Linked DNA regions of Mus musculus: region 2 is linked to region 1. The links are chromatin contacts, called in public HiChIP or PLAC-seq maps. All regions are on one chromosome and are shown on one strand. Each heading gives the region's core, a stretch centred on a gene start, on an enhancer-like site or on the middle of the called end of the contact. The rest is flanking DNA. Distances are from core to core; before and after follow the strand shown. Region 1 overlaps Wwox (WW domain-containing oxidoreductase). Region 2 has its middle 140 kb from the start of Gm39256.

Region 1 (5,666 bases), core at 1,273-3,772:
TCTGTAGACTGCCCACCTCCAGTGAGACGCCTGTGAGGTATGAGACTAGTTGAATGAGTACAAGATGCAGGTGTGCGCCCCCTCTTGCTACCCCAGCTGGAAGTAGTATCACCGCCCAGGCAACAGCACCTCATCTGCTCAGATGTAGTTCTCGGTGGACATTGGAAAACTTGGATTCTGGGAGAGGTGGGGGTCGCGGTCTCACCATTTCCAGGTCTTGTTAGACCTTGCCTATTTAACCCTAAACACACGGTTTGTGCAGAACACCCGTCCTTCCTGGAGGCTGGGATTTGGCCCCACATCCAAAAGTGCTTCCTATATGACCAGCCTCCAGGAGAAGAATCCTCAGCTACTGTTTCTCTTGGAGCATCACCGGCTGTCAGGACTCAATGGGTCCTTACGCATCCTTGCTGGGGCAGTAAAGTCATTCTGGGAGAGGCGCTGTTGGAATTTTGCTCCTGGCTTCCTTAACCTACCCACCCCTTTGCAGTGATTCCCTGTATATAGTCTGCTGTGGTGTTGCCTGGCATCTCCATGATAGCCTGAGTCATTCTGTTCTACACAGTGGACACACACCGTGTTCCCAGGCCCTGACTGAGCTCTGTAGCGTTTGCCTTTCTGGTCAATATGATGTGACCCAACATCAGCTTACCAGGGGAAGTTTCTCTTTGGGTTCACAGTTCAAAGGGACGCATGCTGGAAAAGCTACATTGGTGGGAGCAAGAAGCAGCCGGCCCCACTGTTTCCACCATAGCATGAGTGTGTACGCGTGGTGTGTGTGTGTGTGCACTGCGTGCATTTGAGTGTGCAGGTTGGCATACCTGTGCATGTGCGCACAGAAGCATAGCAGAAAGTCTGGCACATTGAGAGGGTCTCCCCCTGAGGCGGGAGCTGATCCTTTCAGGTGGGATGCAAGGCTGGTGTGTACTCTCAGGGACAGCCTTCCTTCACCTCCCAGTGCTGGGTTACAGGAATATACACAGCAATGCCCAGCCCTTTTTAGATGGGTGCTGGAGATTGGAACTCCAGTCCTCATGCTTGCACAACTCTCCACTGCACCAACTCTCTAGTCCTCTTTTGCCTTTTTTTTTTTTAATCCCCACCCAGACCCCCAGCTCCTGGATTCGTCTATGTGTCTCCTAGGTGACTCACCGCCAGACAGCTTCTCTGCCTTCCCTCTCTGCCCTATTTTAACCTAATCAGTACCAAGCGTGCAAAGGAAAAAAAGAATCTTATCAGGGAGGGAGCCAGTTTTGCGCACCCCCATTTCACAGATACAACACACACACTGACAAGGGCAGGTTTCTAACGAGTGAAGCCAATAAGCCGCTGGCCCCTGTGAAGCCACTACAAAGTCCCCTGCTTTTCCTAAACAGCTTGCCGCAAGGCCCACAGCTCTAGAAAGCAACCTGCAGCCTCCTGCATGCTGTGAAGTGCGAGGATGAGTTAGCCGCCCTCTTTCTTCTCTCCCTCCTGTGATGCATAAAGAGATTTCTGCAGGGCTGGTAGCTGCTGTCAGCCTGGGTTGAGCTCCCATGTGCATCAGACAGGGGAGTGGGGCTGGGAGTAGAACTCATTTCCTTCTTCATTCAGGTGTAGGTCACCTCAGGAGAGCAGGAGGGTCACTCTTGTGGCCCTCTTTTCAGGCTTCCTGTGGCTGAGAACAGTTCTAGCTGCTTCAGCCAAAGGGCCACATGCCCCTTGGTAGTCTAACACCATATAAGACAAGAAGAGGTCTTGGAGCTTTTGCTAGCTAGCCACCGTGGTTTAAGGCCGTGTTGTGCGGGCTAATGTTCCCATAGATAGCACGGTGGGTGTGACTGCACATGAAGTCTCATCCTTCTGCACCAGCGACCTTCTTTACATTTGGAGGGGAAGTTTTTTCCATTACCAGAGAGTCCCAGGAGTCTCTGAGGCCTTTCCTTCCAAATGCAGTGCCCAGGAGATTAGGGGTAAGATAAATAGCTGTCAGCGGAGAGCAGACAGTCTGCTTAGCATATGACAGGTAGCTTGTCACAAATCAAAAGTTCAAGGCTATCCTGGGCTAAATAAAGAGAGTCTGTCACAAACAAACAAGCAATCAAGTGGACCTTAAAAATCCCCAAGCTTGGAAAGGGCTTTCTACTGAAGGTGTTCGTCTCCTTCACCGGCTCCCTCACTCGGGCAGCAGAAATGATATCTCTCGGAGTGGGACAACAGGGATGTGTGTGTGTGTGTGTGTGTGTGTGTGTGTGTGTGTGTGTGTCTGAATTGGCATTAGGGATATGTGGCAACAAATTAGCCAGCAACCTGAAACCCTTGTGGGGTATGTGGGTCTCACTCATGAACACTGTCCAGAGGAGACAAGCCTGAGGCCCAGCAGTTGGCCCACCCAGTCAGAAGCTCAGGAGCATAGGCTTGTATGGCAGTGAGAGATAAGGGCTCAATGTGTGTATTCAGAAAGGAGGCAAAGCTACCCAGAGCAGTAGGGAGTAAGACAGCATGTTCCCGGGGTACTGTGGTTTCCCTTGCTGTAAGGGAAACCCCACCTTACAGACAGGAAGCCTCATCTAGTGTTACATGGGGCACTAGAAAGTCAGATGTGACACTTAAGTACATCTGCTGCCAAAACCGTAGCTCTTTTCATGGAACCCCTGGTTTAGAGACAAACAGATCCCAGACTTGCTGGAATCTGGCTCGGGAGCCCCCAGAATTAAATGTGTATGACCTTTTCAGTGTAGACCCCATCCCCACCCCAAGTTCTGTGCCTGTAGGATGGAAGCCTGCCTGTACCTGTAGTCTGTCCCTCAGGAAGCCCAAGGAGGAATGACACTGAACTTGAATGCTAAAATCTTAAGCCCTGTCCCAGGGACCACCTCCTTCTACGCCTGATAGGAAGAATGTGGTACAGTCAGCCTTGACATGGTCAACATCAAGATCATTAATATTATTATCTTCTTCCCTCTGTCATGACAAGCACTGGCTATCACATGAGAGAGAGAGAGAGAGAGAGAAAGAGAGAGAGAGAGAGAGAGAGAGAGAGAGAGCACTCTGGTGTTAGCTTTTCTATATGGCCTCAGTGAAGCCCAGTTTAGATGCCTTGGAAGCCAGGTCACAGAGGAAAACACCTTGTGTCACACAGGGCTCAAAGGTAGCTGTGGCAATGCAGAGGAAACCCTGACCTAATTGTACTGGTAATATAATTCTGTAACTCACCCAGCCACTGCAAAGGTGGGTGGACAGTTCCCCGTCCCTACTTCCCCCTGCACACCACCCTGAGGTCCTAGGAGAGAAGTCTGCACTCGAGCTGCAATTTTAAGGTGCCTCGAACAGGTCCCTGCTATTAAGAGTCGGTGGTTCCATGTCAATAGAAGATAGATATTAAATGAAATCCATGTTGCTGTTGATACAATCAGCCGCTCTCCAGCTCAGATGAAAGCTTCGATAACACAGAATGCAAGAGGAGGGAGCTAAGGGTTGTTGACTTCCTACTACACATCACTGGCTCCACTAGACACCTCAGAAACCTCAGCACGAAATACCTTGTCACCAAACCTGATATATCAATATGCTTAAGCATCAGACACTGAGAGCTGATGATTACAATAGAGGCATCCAGTTGGGGCATAGTCTCTGCTCCTGTTCTTTGGAATAAACAGGCTCCCGATTCAATGATGTTTTGCTTCTGTGGTTTCTTTCTCTTCCTGTTAGAAAATGTGGTGGCTGCTCCCCACCCCCCACCCCCACCTCCCCCACCCCTCACCCGATCACCCCAGCTCCTTTTGCTTACTGGAAGGGAACCTCTTTACTCCTGCTCTGAGACTCCCTTTAACCTTTCTGATTAATGGAAACTGGGGAAACAGTGGTTGACATCCAGAACCCAAGGGTGGTGTGGCTGTAAGGGCAGCATAGGGAGGTGCGGATAGGAGGCTCAGAGGGATCATGGGCAGCCAGCCTAGCCTACTAGACAAGTTAAAAGCCAGCGAGAGACCCTGTCTCAGAAGAAAAAGGAGGCTCATGGCCTGAGAATGAGCACCAAAGATTGACCTCTGACCTCCACATGCATGTGCATAGACGTTCACATGCACCGGCACTTGTGCACACACACACAAACATTCTTACACACAAAGACACACCGAAAAATGATAATTGGTGGATTTTTAAAAACTCCATATTTCTGAAATTCAAAGCATCCTTGCAAAATAAGTGCCCAACGACAGACGGTGACAAGAACAGGCCACTTAGCCTGGAAAGTAAAACGGGGAAGACATGCCCCACCCTCTCCACAGAAAAGGGTGCAGAAGGCCTTCAACCTCCAGGCCACCCTGTGATAACTGCTTCACGCAGTCAGAGCCAAGGCCTGGTCGGGGGCCCATTCTTCCTCTGGCCCTAGTTAGGTACCTACTGGGCTTGAGCTTACTCCCCTGGCCCTGAAGGGTACCGAGGAATGTGGGCTGACAGAAAGTGAATCACATGCCTTGAGTGCCTACCACTGCCACCAGATTCTACCTGATCCTCCTTGTTGCCCTATGGCGATCAGCCCCTTCCCCCTGATGGTGCAGGCAGGCTAGTCACCAGATTCCCTAAATGGAAGACTGGCTGCTTTCTAGAGCTTTTTTTCTTCTGCATGGGCAGAGGATTCCCTGTGGCCCAAGTGGACAGGGTGGAACAGGTGGCATCCAGCAGGCTCACCCAGTGCCTGTGTGGTATGTGGCTTCTCTCCAAGACACCTGCTCTGCTAATACACACACACACACACACACACACACACACACAGGCACGCTCGCTCTCCAGAGCTCTCCCACCACTCTCAAGCTCTCCTGATCCTTTACAGTAAACACCGCCCTCAGCATGTCTCCTCTAGACAGTTTCAAGATGAGGAAGGTGCCGTTTGTAGTCCCTATTAATAGATGGGCCACCTGCAGCTCTGAAGCTGGCTGGCAAGGGTGGAGTGACTTGCTGAAGGCCCCTGGTGGCTGGGGTTTGTCAGTGTCTGAGCCCAAGAGCTTGCTGGAGTCTGGCTTGCTTTTCTTGAATCTCGCTGCCTCCTCCTTATGACTCACTGTCCTTTCCCATCTTCCTTCCTTCCTTCCTTCCTTCCTTCCTTCCTTCCTTCCTTCCTTCCTTCCTTCCTTTCTTCCAGGGTTTTCTCCCAGGCAGGCAGCTTCAGAAAGGGACAGTCCTGCCGGCCTTGGGCTCTGATAAGATCTGTCTGGGCTGCCTTTGTCTGGGCTGTACCTGCCGTTTCCTGAATGGCCCTGTTAATTGCAATTGACTCTCACAGAATGCAGAGATTGGTGCCACTTGACACCAGATGGATGGCCATGACTTTTCCAGGTGCCCCAATGCAGGCTGGAGGGGAGAGGGGGGAGGGAGGAGGGGGGCAGGGCACTGGAGCGAATCCAGTTACAATAAAGTGCATCAGAACTGGAACTGGGCAGCTTTTTTGTTTCCTCTCTCTTCCTACTCACCGCCTCCATAGTGAAAGGACTGTAAAAGAACTCTGGAGTTCCTCTGGAGAGGTGGTGGAGAGTTAATTTCCTGCTGTAGCAGGCTTCTTGTCCTTTATCAGCTTCTAGCAGCCCTGGGCTAAATAGAAAACCCATTTTAGTGGTAGACAGACTGAGGCTGAAGAACCAGCCTGCTGTCCGATGTGCGTATTTGTTGTTTATTGGGTGGTACGGTGG
Region 2 (5,666 bases), core at 2,053-4,552, 630 kb after region 1:
CAACCTGTGACCTCCACACACATATGACTTCATGTGTGCACACACAATACACACATACACACACACATATATACACACACACTACATATACACTATACACACCCCACACATATACCATGTACAACATACCCCCACACATACACTGTTACATGTGTCCCCTACCACCACATATGTACATGCACCCTCACATATGCCTTCGCACATACTCACACCACATAACACACACACAAACTTTACTTACCAAAAACATTAAAAAGTAAATCTAGCAAGCATATTGATTGACCTCTTTTCTTATTGTTGAGTATTTCAATTATTAAAATAATTTTGGAAAGATTTATTTTTTAATGATATATGTGCCTGAATGCATATGTACACACAAGTGCAGGTATGTTGGAGGCCACAATAGGGTATCAGAGCCCTTGGCTCTGGAGTTACAGGCAGTTGTAAGTCACCAAATGTGGGCTGAACTCAGGCCCCTTGGTGGCATAGCAAGCCCCTTTAACCACCGAGTCGTCTCTCCAGAGTCGTCTCTCCAGCCTCCATCTGATTACCGTTGTTAGTGCTCTTCACACTGTTTCTTTTTCTTTTCTTTTCTTTTCTTTTCTTTTCTTTTCTTTTCTTTTCTTTTCTTTTCTTTTCTTTTCCTTTCCTTTCCTTTCCTTTCCTTTCCTTTCCTTTCCTTTCCTTTTCTTTTCTTTTCTTTTCTCTTCCTTTCTTTTTTTTTGTTTTTGTTTTTGTTTTTCAAGACAGGGTTTCTCTTTATAGCCCTGGCTGTCCTGTAACTCACTTTGTAGACCAGGCTGGCCTCGAATTCAGAAATCCGCCTGCCTCTTCCTCTTGGAGTGCAGCACCACGCCCAGCCTGCTCTTCACACTGTTACAGTGACCCCTTTTCACTTTAGAAGAATCCCAAGCAACACTGTCTTGCTGCAGTTCAACATCTCAGAAATGGAATTATTCAATGAATTTGTATACATTTTCCAAGTGTTCCTTTAAACACTCAATGCCTGTTCTTATTTGGACAAGACTAAGAAAATAGAGTCTTCTCTCAGGACAATTACCCAGTTCTGTCCCAAGAATACAATTTTCTCTTTGCAAAGCTTTTTGAGATTCAGCTTCTGCTTGGAGCAAAGCAATTTGAAGCTAATTTGAGCAAGATCGTCTCCGGGTCGTGGACTTGGCCCACAAACTCTCTCCTAGCTTCTTGAAAGTAAATGGGGGCTCATCTAGCGTCTCTGCTTTTCTGGATTGGTTGTGTCTGTCTGAAGAATTGTACTGAAAGCTCTGAGTGTTCTATACCACTAGTAATGCCTGTTGTGACACTGAAATGGGGGAGCTATGTTGTTAGATATTTACCCAGCTCTTCTGCAGTCTAAAGAAAGTTCACTTCACTAGTGTGTCCTAGTGTTCCATTTACGCACAAGTTGTCAGAGTGAAACTGTTTGGCCAAAACATTTCTTTTTATGTTTTTAATTAAAATTTTTCTATTTTTATTTTATTTGGTGTGTGTGTGTGTGTGTGTGTGTGTGTGTGTGTGTGTGTACGTACATGGAGGCTAGAGATCAATATTGGGTAACTGTCTCTCTCAACCTTTTTTTTTAGACAGAGTCTATACCTCTATATGCCCCACTCTGTTACTAGGGTAATAAACACACCTTCATGGTTAGTTTTTATGTGGGGGTTGGGGCATCTGAACTCTGGGGTCCTCATACTTACATAGCAGGCACTTCAGCAACCGAGTCTTCTTCCTAGCCCATTTCAAATTATTTCTAAGACTTAGGCAGGAACAGGGGACACACAGAAGTAGCAAGTTTGTACAAACATGCACTTATGTTCACATAAATATGCACATATAACCACACACATGTGTACATACACTCACCCACATAAACACACATACATGCACACAAATGAACACACATACACATGGACACACATGCACACACATAGACACACATGCACCCCACACAGACAGACAGATGACAGACACACAAACACACACACACACACACACACACACACACACACACACGAGCTGCTTTTGAATATGAACATACTAGCTCAATCTAGGAAACCCTATAAGATTATGTTTTTTTTCTGGTCTTCAAGTTAAAATATCATTTAAATATCTTTTTATTAAGCAATTTACTAGACTTAAAACAACACATTGCTAGGCTGGGCATGGGAGTACACTTCTTTATTCCCAGTACGTGGGAAGCAGAGGCAGACAGATCTCTGACTTCTAGGCCAGACTGGTCTAAAGAGTGAGTTCTAGGACAGCCAGGGCTACACAGAGAAACCCTGTCTCAAACAACAACCAACCCCCAAACCAAGAAATGAATAAAAAATAGATAAATGAATAAATAAAAGGAAAAAATGAGACACATTGCTTTAGATAAGTAAAACAAATTCATCCAAAGAGGAAGTTCTTGTGCATATCTTCATTTTTCATTTTTAGGTGTAGAGAGGACCTGCTTTGGGGTTTTCAACATCTGATACACTATGGATAACAAACTACTCCATGTTATAAAGCCCTGGTCTTAAGCAGGAGAAATGGCTCAGGGGACAAAGGCATTTACAGCCAAGTTGGATGACATGAGTTCAGTCCCCAGTCCCAAATAGTTGAAGGACAGAATCAACTCTTGAAAAATTGTCCTCTGACCTCCTCTTGTGCACTGTGGGTGAGTCCTTGGGTTCTCTTTCTCTAAGACACAAGAATACTACTGTGTCCACGGTGTTCCTGGCCATCAAGGAAGGGTGGAAGTTAGAATAGGGATGACATGACAGCTTCTTTGGTTCCAGAAAGTCATGCTGACATGACCTCACTCATTTCTCCCGATACACTGGGATACAGGTTTCAGTGTCTGGTCTGCAGAAGACACAGCACAGGCAATTTCCATCCCTAGCATTTAGGGCGGTAACATCATTTTCCCATCCTCATGTTTTATGATATGTGTATTAACTGGTGTGCTTAGAAAAGAATAACCAACATATGATCTGTAACTTGTTCACTGCTCTACAGACTAGTGGCTTTAACTTTACCTCTTCCAAGCTGTATCACCCACTGTACAGAAAAGAAGACTGAGGCCAAAACATCACTGCTATTATAGGTCGGAACTATTGACTACTTCTATTCCAAAATAGAAACCATTGGCTCCACCACTTTTATATGACTTTGATTCGTTATTCATCTACAGGGTGGCCGCCTTGGGGATAATAGGGAAGTTGGCTTTCTAGTGTGGTCTGTCTGAAGGTTATAGGAAGTGTCTACAAAGCGTCCCGTGCCTGGGATCAGAGCTGCAACCCTGAAGATGCCAGGCCTAAAGAGCTTGTGGGGTCACCCCCCACTGGGGCCTCTCGGCACAGCAGAGAGGGCACGTGTGCCCACGAACCTGCATTCATTAGCTAGCAGCTGCAGCAGGAGATCAATGATAAGAAGAAATTGTGTACATCCGACTGCTTGTGCCTGCTCTCCCTACCAAGCACGTGACTTCCTATTAACGATATCTCTCGTCTTACCAAACCAATATTTCCTGTAAAGGGCTTAGACTAATTGTGGTTTTAACAAGGGTCACATTATGCCTTTCTGTGAGAGTGAACAAGCGTAGGTCAGACAGTCAGACGGTCGGTCTGGAAAACAGATCCATACTCCCAATCTTTAAGGCTGATGTGAAGAACAGATAAGTGTGTTTGCGATGTGAAGTTGCTCTGGGAAAATATAAATGGAGGAAAAAATGCACTCCAGAGAAGAGCGAACACTGTAGTGCCCAGAGAGAGTGAGCGGTGCCATACACACACAGAGGGCTGAGGTTCTCTTGGCTGAGTAATAGGAACAAGCAATCTGCTTGGATGAGAGATCCTGGAGGCTAACAGTGGGGAGTCAGTCAGGTGTCTGAATATTGTCATTCTGTCTGAGCACAGTGTCAGGGAATATCACATGACCATCCAAGGCCCTCTCCTCTTGGAGTGGACTATTCTTGTCCCTGTTCCTTCCCAGATACTTGGAAGTCCCAAAATGGGCGCACTTCACATTAGAACACATTGCCTTGACTAGCGTGCTACTCCACAGATTGGATGCATTTCAATTGAACTCAGAGTTCCTGCATTCAAGCTGAACCTTGAGACACAAGATGAAGACGAGAGAAAGGTTTGAACTTCCTCGCTTAACCCACATATGGCTCCACAGCCCCTTTTTCCTGTAGAGATGTCAAGTGTGATATGACAGGGCGCCATTTATTACACACCCTCCCCTATTCCTCTTTCTCTCACCCTGTCTCTTCCACTTACTTTAGGTCAGACTGAGAGATTCCCTACAGGGGAGCTTTCAACTAGGGTGACACTTCCCTGATTCTGATCCGTGTTCCAAAACGCCACAAGCAAAGTCACCAACCTAGAATATCAACATGTCAGACGAATTTCTTTTCTTTTCTCTCAGACACAATATAACCATTTTCCTTCCAGAGCAAGTGGGAATTTCATTTGGTAAATGAATCTCTAATCCTGCTAGGAGACCTCAAAACAACCACAACACAGTACTAATATTCTCTCCTCTTGCTTCCTCTGACAGATCTAATGCCGAACACATAGGCTTAGACCTTTATGTCAGCTCATAAAGTTGCAAATGTTCTATATGTGCACTGTTGGATGTGGATACACAAGGCCATCAAGCAAATGCATGCATATGGCCACTAAACTGAGAAATAAGATTTTAAACTATGTTTAATTTTAATAAATTTAAATAAAAATTAAATTTTGTTATATTTTTAATCATTCATATATAGGAGAGATCCCCCCCAAATACAGTGCATCCTGAATAAGTGTCACTGTTGATACAAGGGCAGTGAGTGAGGTTTATGAAAATTCAGACAGTTTAACTCACTTGCTTTCTCCATTCCCCCAGGCTTTGTCCAAATTGCATGTGACCTCATTCTGTTGACTTGAACACATAGATCAAAGGACATGTGTGTATATGTGTGTGCGTGCACGTTAGCATGTGCATGTACATGTGGATAACCATGGAAGACACATGAATCAGAACTGAGTCAGAAGGCTGATAAAGAAGAGGATGAAGAAAAGAAAAACAGGAAGAATGAGGATGGGTCAGCTGGCCTGAGAGCTTATGTAAACTCATGTGCCTGGATAGACTTTAAGAATGGTTATTTGAAGAGGGAGCCTACTTTTCTGCTCCCTCTTCAGATAACTTCAGGAAAACATTACTATCTAGGAACTTGAAGGCAGACTTGTGATTTCTTTGTGTTGGACTCTAGCCTTAGGCTTAAGTAGATCCAATAACAATCTTATTTCTATGTTCTTACCTTCTGTAGACCTGTCTAGATTCTAGTTGTCCAACCTAAACCCATCCCACTCTTCATTTTCCCCAATGTCCAACAGTAAATATGACCCAATTATAAGACAGCACTTGAACACAATTGCAGGCAGGGGTCGACCAGTTGTTCTTCAGAAATAGCAGATTTTGTGGGTAAAGTTCTAAGGCAAATCTAACTTTATGCACAAAGGAAGAAGGAATGACTGAACAACATCCCGACATTGTATTTAAAAAGTTTGGCTTTTCTGAGGGTTGCTGGGGGACAATCTTTGGAAACTGATGAGCTGCAAAGGGTCAGCAGAGAACAGCTACAGCCATGGGCCAAAGGGAGATTTTACACT

The links. HiChIP or PLAC-seq counts read pairs in DNA pulled down with a chosen protein or histone mark.
Region 2: an H3K27ac HiChIP or PLAC-seq map of thymic regulatory T cells shows a contact between it and region 1, with 3 times the contacts expected there. The contact joins two enhancer-like sites. A contact is called at or near these places in 2 of 115 datasets of contacts at active chromatin or transcription factors (memory CD8 T cells and thymic regulatory T cells).

The regions. Positions count from the first base shown.
Region 1 is chr8:114,877,404-114,883,069 of GRCm38.p6, forward strand. The region is part of intron 8 of Wwox (WW domain-containing oxidoreductase); the gene reads left to right. Among named protein-coding and RNA genes, the nearest start is that of Gm39257, 81 kb to the right of the region's middle. Within about 2 kb of position 2,523, at least 85 of the 459 cell types and tissues checked have an H3K27ac peak or open chromatin away from gene starts, as enhancers often do. A contact at or near this core is called in thymic regulatory T cells, where this site is marked.
Region 2 is chr8:115,503,554-115,509,219 of GRCm38.p6, forward strand. No RefSeq gene overlaps it. Among named protein-coding and RNA genes, the nearest start is that of Gm39256, 140 kb to the right of the region's middle. Within about 2 kb of position 3,303, at least 50 of the 459 cell types and tissues checked have an H3K27ac peak or open chromatin away from gene starts, as enhancers often do. A contact at or near this core is called in thymic regulatory T cells, where this site is marked.